2 separate regions of the Mus musculus genome follow, and region 1 is linked to region 2. The links are chromatin contacts, called in public HiChIP or PLAC-seq maps. All regions are on one chromosome and are shown on one strand. The core of a region is the stretch at or near the end of the contact, and the rest is flanking DNA. Distances in the headings are between cores, read along the strand shown.

Region 1 (2,757 bases), core at 196-2,695, 150 kb after region 2:
TTTGAACTGGGCTGAGGCTGGTAAGACTATAAAGCAGCGGCCCATAAGGACTCTTAAGCGCTGGAGCAAAGGAGCCGCCCCGCTTCCCGCTTCCCAGTCTGCCTAGCCCAGCGGGGGCTGCCCCCATTCCTATAGCCCAGGGACCCAGCTTGCAATTGGTAGTGTCAGACGTGGCATGTAGCTTTGCCTTGGTTGTGAGATGATTTCATGGGGGGGGGGGGGGGAATTCCTTGGAGGCTCAGAGCAACTGGCCCAAACTCTCCTCCAGTTGGAGGCTCGAGCGCCCTCAGAAAGGACCCTGGCCGATGTCCCCGCAGAGCTGAGGTGCTGTTGTCAGGGCTAACTTGAAATCTCTTCCCGTGGTGCCCATCCTCTGACTCTATAGCACCAGCTTGGACAGGTTGAGGTCTCTGTGGCTTTGTTGAGGCTGCTTAAGCATTCTCACCACCATGTCCCTCTTCTGCATTAGCACTGCCTCCTGCTGCAATAATTTAATAAAGTCTTTGTAGTCACTCAGTCAAAAATAAAAAATAAAAATAAAAAACATAATGCTTCGTACAACTGCTAAAAAAAAAATGAGAACTTGGGTATATATTAAAGATAAATGTGCTGAAAACTCCAGACACTCGTAAAAGAAAGACTGGATCAGTTGTAATCACAGACTGATCGACAGAGTAAAAATTTTACCTCTCCCCTAACTGACACCCATGTCACTGCACTGGTGTAATTCTTTCTGTGGCGCTAGAGCAGTGATCTCAACTTTCCTCGGGCTGCAATCAGTTAACACAGTCCCTCATGCGGTGGCGACCTCCAACCTTCACAATCCATAACAATTTGCTACTGTTATGAATCTTAATGTAAATATTTGATATGTGACCGTGCCAAGGGTTGTAGCCCACCGGTTGAGAACCACTTCTCCAGCGACTTATTTTGTTTGTTGGTGGGCTCACTGGGGTTTGGGTATGTAAACAATTGTGACACCTATAAACTTAGTCTCATTTCTCCTTTCTGAGCCTGTATTATTTTATTTCCGTTTTCCTTATTCTACTGGCTCGGGCATATCGCACCATGTTTGAAGTGGCAGAGAGTTATCGGGACATAGACACTTTGCCTTGTTCCAGCTATAACCAGAATAGAAACCCCTGCTGCCCCTCGGTATGGGTGCCAACGAGCAGACAGGATCAGTGCTTCCCTCAGAGGGCTGGCAACCTGGTGGAGAAGCATGACTTTCTCCAGTAACAAGTTTTATAAGAAACCAGAACACCGACCATTCAGTCCTGCCTCTCTGGTCACGTTGCTCCTCTTGTCTTTGGATTCGTCATGCTGGTGGGTTTGTCCTTATTTCCTCTTGCCCGCCCTCCTTGTTATCACCCTTCCCTGTGTAGGGAGTTTTATACACCCAGGCCAGCCTTTGAGTCACCATTCTTCCCAACCATTATCTGAGTTACCTTTAGGTTAAAGATTAACTCCCGTCAGTTAACAATGTGCGCTTTCTGGGCAGCACACAGTGTGTGCGTCCAGATTCCTGCATACAGTGAGAAGTACAAATGGCCTCTCATGACTCAAGAGAGACAAGAGCCTCTATCCTTTTCAACAGTATGAAGTACAAGTGTGCTCATTTAGAGCTTAAAGTGTCCCCATCTGTCCCCTTCACTATCAAGGCTCAGCAGGATGTGTGCTTTGAGAAAGCCATCAGTGTCTTGGAGTCTGTGCAGATCGATAAAACAAAAGCATCCAAAACAGATATAAAAATGAATCGGCAAGCTTGGGAGGATTCACCCTCCTTGATTTTAACACTCAACATGAATGGAGGATATCCACAGCAGGACAGACAGATAAACAGACTGAGGAGTCAGAATAGATACTCCAATGTGAGTCCACAGAAATACACCCAGCTCTTCCTGACAAGGGCCTACAAGCAAGTCAGTACAAAGAGAACGCCATTTCGCCATGCAGTGGTCGAGTTATTAAGGGAGGAGTATGAACCTCAATCTAAACCTTACAGATGGTTCAAAATCTGACCCCAAACTGTAAAAGTTTTAGAAGATATTATAGATAAAAATCTTCAGGATCTAGACTTGATGAAAAATTATCTCATTGACTCAACATTATAATTCGTAGGAGAAAAAAATTAAAATAAAACCAAGTTAAAATTAACTAAAGTTTAAAGTATTTGTGATGGAAAAGATCCTATTATAAGAGTCTGAAAAAGAAGGCACATGGTGTGAGAATATATCTGCAACTACTGCAGCGCCGGATCTAGAATTTGAAAAAAAAAATCAGCATGTAACAAAAAAATTAAGTAATTTCCAGGAAGTATGCAAAAGATATAATAAGATATTTTTAAAAGAAGAATTTACAAATGGTAAATAGTCCCATTGAAATATATTCAACACCCGTAGGAAACTGTACAAATTTTGACTGCTATAAGATATCTATAAAAGCAAATGTGAAAAATACGTGGATTTAGAACAAGTGACCATATAAAGTATTACAGCTGCTGTGGGGAATAAAGACCCAGATACGCACTTACTGCGTAACAAAGCAACTCTCTTCATGGTCACTAAACACACAGAAATAAAAACATTTTGTTCACACAAAACCTGGGAACCCCATAGTTGTTCTATATGAAACAGATTAAAAACTAGAAATCTTCCACAAAATGCCCATCCGAGGGGAATGAGTAACCCGAGTTGTACATCACGTCAAGGACCTTATTTGCTGATATAAAGTAACATAAAGGGACTGGGCACAGGA
Region 2 (2,937 bases), core at 402-2,901:
AAGCATAAAGAAGAACCCCAAGTTTGATGGAGATTTCCCTTCCCCTTCCCGTCCTTTCCCTTCCCCTTCCCGTCCTTTCCCTTCCCTTTCCTTCGCTTCTCTTGCTATGCCAAAGACCTGACAAATGAGAGTAAAGAAAAGAACCTGAGGTCCCAACTTTATAACGAGCTGATATGAATCCAGGCACTAACTGCTTTCTAATGGCGGTCTGGTGTCTTCCCTGGGGTTAAATGAAAAAAGGGTCCCTTTCTCTTGTGTCTGGTGTAGATAGAGCCAGTGATGAGAACTATCTTGTACAGCAGTGTGTAGTCACACAGAGAGCTGCTGGGACATGGTTTCTTCTAAAGGAGAGCTCAACATGTCAATGGGAATGAAGACTTTTATAGAAAGAAAAAAGTATATTCTATATATCCTATTTCTGATAATAAGCCAAGTTCCAGATTTGTAAGAACAGGCTACTCTAATCAGGCCAGGTCTCATAGTATCAAATGTTTACAAAATTCAAGGAAAACCTTTCACTATTAAAGATTCCTGTAGTCTACCATTGTGCCTAAGCCAGTATGTTTGCCTATTGTATACAGCAGCACCATCATCCTTTTAAACTGAGAGAACCTTTTCTTTATTGTACTAAGGAGCCACTAAACCACCTAGCTCTCCCTAGCTGCTGCAGGAAACCCAGATCCAGCAGATGGAATGACCAGGACATTGGTACCATGGCACCAATACCATACCAACATTTCCCTTGTCATCTTTGCTTTTAATTGACATTTCTCAATGAAAGTTACCCTTGGGCCGGGAGACAGGAAGGCAGAAGAAACGGTTGTGTTGCTAGTATAAGTGTCCATGGTAGTAAGCAAGGTAGTTGCATTCTGTCTATGTTAGACAAGGTAACTTGATTATGTGCCTGACTCATTTCTCCTCCTAAAGAAGACTTTAAGTTGTGGACTTTGCTCTCTATGGCTGTTTGCTGAGGCTGAGTGTTGCTCTGAGGCCAAGGCTGGCTTCCAACTCTAGCTGATCCAGTGCTTCAGCCTTCTGAGCTCTGCAATTACTCACCTCTGTGTTCTGATCCCAGCCATCTGAAACATCATGATGTTCAGTGTGAACTCTCCTCTACCTTACCTCTTGAACAAGCAGAACAGTCTATCTGCACTCACACAAGGCTCAGACACTACTATGCCCCAGTAAGGATTTCTGAAGTCGGAGTGCTCAAGGGCTGAGAGGTAGCACACAAGAGCATTTAGAGCCCCTCAGGCACTTTTCCATGAACCCACAGCATGACAGTGTGATTCCAGCTCTGTTTACTCTTGGGGCACTGAAGTAAACCTGCCGAGTTCAGCGGCAACGCAAGGAAGACCATCTTTTTCACTTCACCATGTATGGTTTCCATCCCGCTCCTTCCATCTCTAGGCCACATGTTGTTCCTGAGATAGGTTCTCCCAGGCTTGCCACGGGGTCACCTCTACCCCGAAAGGGAATGCACACTTGTTGGGAAAAGGCACATAGAGATTCTACCCACTCGCTCTCGAGCAGCCTCGATTCTGAGTACCGCTCTGAAAGGTTGAATATCTCCTCTGCTGTTATAAATAGAGTCTGATGTCTGCCCTGGCGTTCACTGGGAAAGAATGCAAACAGTCCCAGGAATGAATTCTCAGGAAGGCTGCTCTGCCTGGTAAAGAGCTATTTTACTTTACATGACAACATCATCTTCCAGATACGGCGAAGACCTTACATTTTTAGCCTGTGAGTTTCTCACCCTTAGTAATGACGTTCCACATGAGGTTGGCGGGCAAGAGGGAGGGGGCGGGGGCACGTAGGCGGGAAGGGAAGAGTAAAAAAAATGTGCTGAACAATGCCTTTCTTCCTCAGTTGGTCTTTAAAGGAATACTCACCATTTTTTTAAATTTTTTATTAAATATTCTCTTTATTTACATTTCAAATGTTATCCCCTTTCCTAGTTTCCCCTCCAAAAATCCCCTATCCCCTCCCCTCTACCCCCTGCTAACCAACCCACCCACTCCCACTTCCTGGCCCTGGCATTTCCGTACACTGGGGCATAGAGCCTTCAAAGGACCAAGGGACTCTTCTCCCATTGATGACCGACTAGGCCAGTCTCTGCTACACATGCAGCTGGAGCCATGAGTTCCACCATGTGTTTTCTTTGATTGGTGGTTTAGTCCCAGGGAGCTCTGGGGGTACTGCCTTCTTGCTACATTCTCTAGCACCATATAACATTCATGTAAACTCTATTTTCACGTGAAGGTTATTATTCAAATAAATATCTATCATGTAAAGAATATCCAGGACCTTAACAGCACAAACCAAAATTCTGCTAGAGACACAGCACTGAGTCCAAAGATTCAAAAGACTCTTGGTTTTTGTGAACGTGTTCCTCTTCTGCCACACAAGGGAGCAAGGGAGTGAAGAAAGGTCTGCATGACTATGTAGACAGTCATTACTTTCAGTTGCAACAAGACAACTTTGGACATAAAACATGAAGATGACACAGCTGGAAAATGTGCAGCTTCCCATAAGATGTCAGTACATACAGAGGGGATTTTGAGATTTGGATTTCAGAACCCAGAAATATTTATCTTTCCTGTAACTAGATCAGAAGATACTGGGTCAGACATTAAGCTTCTTAATTGTGGTATCAAAACATGGCTCTCCAGGATTCCAGCAGCTTCAAAGTGGAGATAGCTTGAAATCCAGTGGCTTGTGACTGTGACCTCCCACTTCTGAGTGGCTGCACTTTGTTTATTCAACTGAATTCCTAGTGCTAGAATCGGAAAGCTGGATTCTGTGTGATTTCTGAATTAATATATGTAGTTATTCTAAATCCTTTGAATGGCAAAGAACTATGTTCAGAGACGTCCATCTACGGGCACGGAGAGTGTCATGATGCACATATGAGGACCCGAGTTCAGATCCCATCAT

Evidence for each region. HiChIP or PLAC-seq counts read pairs in DNA pulled down with a chosen protein or histone mark.
Region 1: a FOXA1 HiChIP or PLAC-seq map of pancreatic cancer cells shows a contact between it and region 2. The contact joins two enhancer-like sites. A contact is called at or near these places in 4 of 484 Hi-C or Micro-C datasets (the HL-1 cell line, embryonic stem cells and nephron progenitors), 2 of 115 datasets of contacts at active chromatin or transcription factors (embryonic stem cells and pancreatic cancer cells) and 1 of 9 other capture datasets (embryonic stem cells).

The regions. Positions count from the first base shown.
Region 1 is chr10:24,627,841-24,630,597 of GRCm38.p6, forward strand. No RefSeq gene overlaps it. Among named protein-coding and RNA genes, the nearest start is that of Gm15270, 33 kb to the left of the region's middle. Within about 2 kb of position 1,446, at least 44 of the 459 cell types and tissues checked have an H3K27ac peak or open chromatin away from gene starts, as enhancers often do. A contact at or near this core is called in pancreatic cancer cells, where this site is marked.
Region 2 is chr10:24,477,745-24,480,681 of GRCm38.p6, forward strand. All of the region lies in intron 3 of Gm15270 (predicted gene 15270), which reads right to left. Among named protein-coding and RNA genes, the nearest start is that of Gm40615, 18 kb to the left of the region's middle. Within about 2 kb of position 1,652, at least 36 of the 459 cell types and tissues checked have an H3K27ac peak or open chromatin away from gene starts, as enhancers often do. A contact at or near this core is called in pancreatic cancer cells, where this site is marked.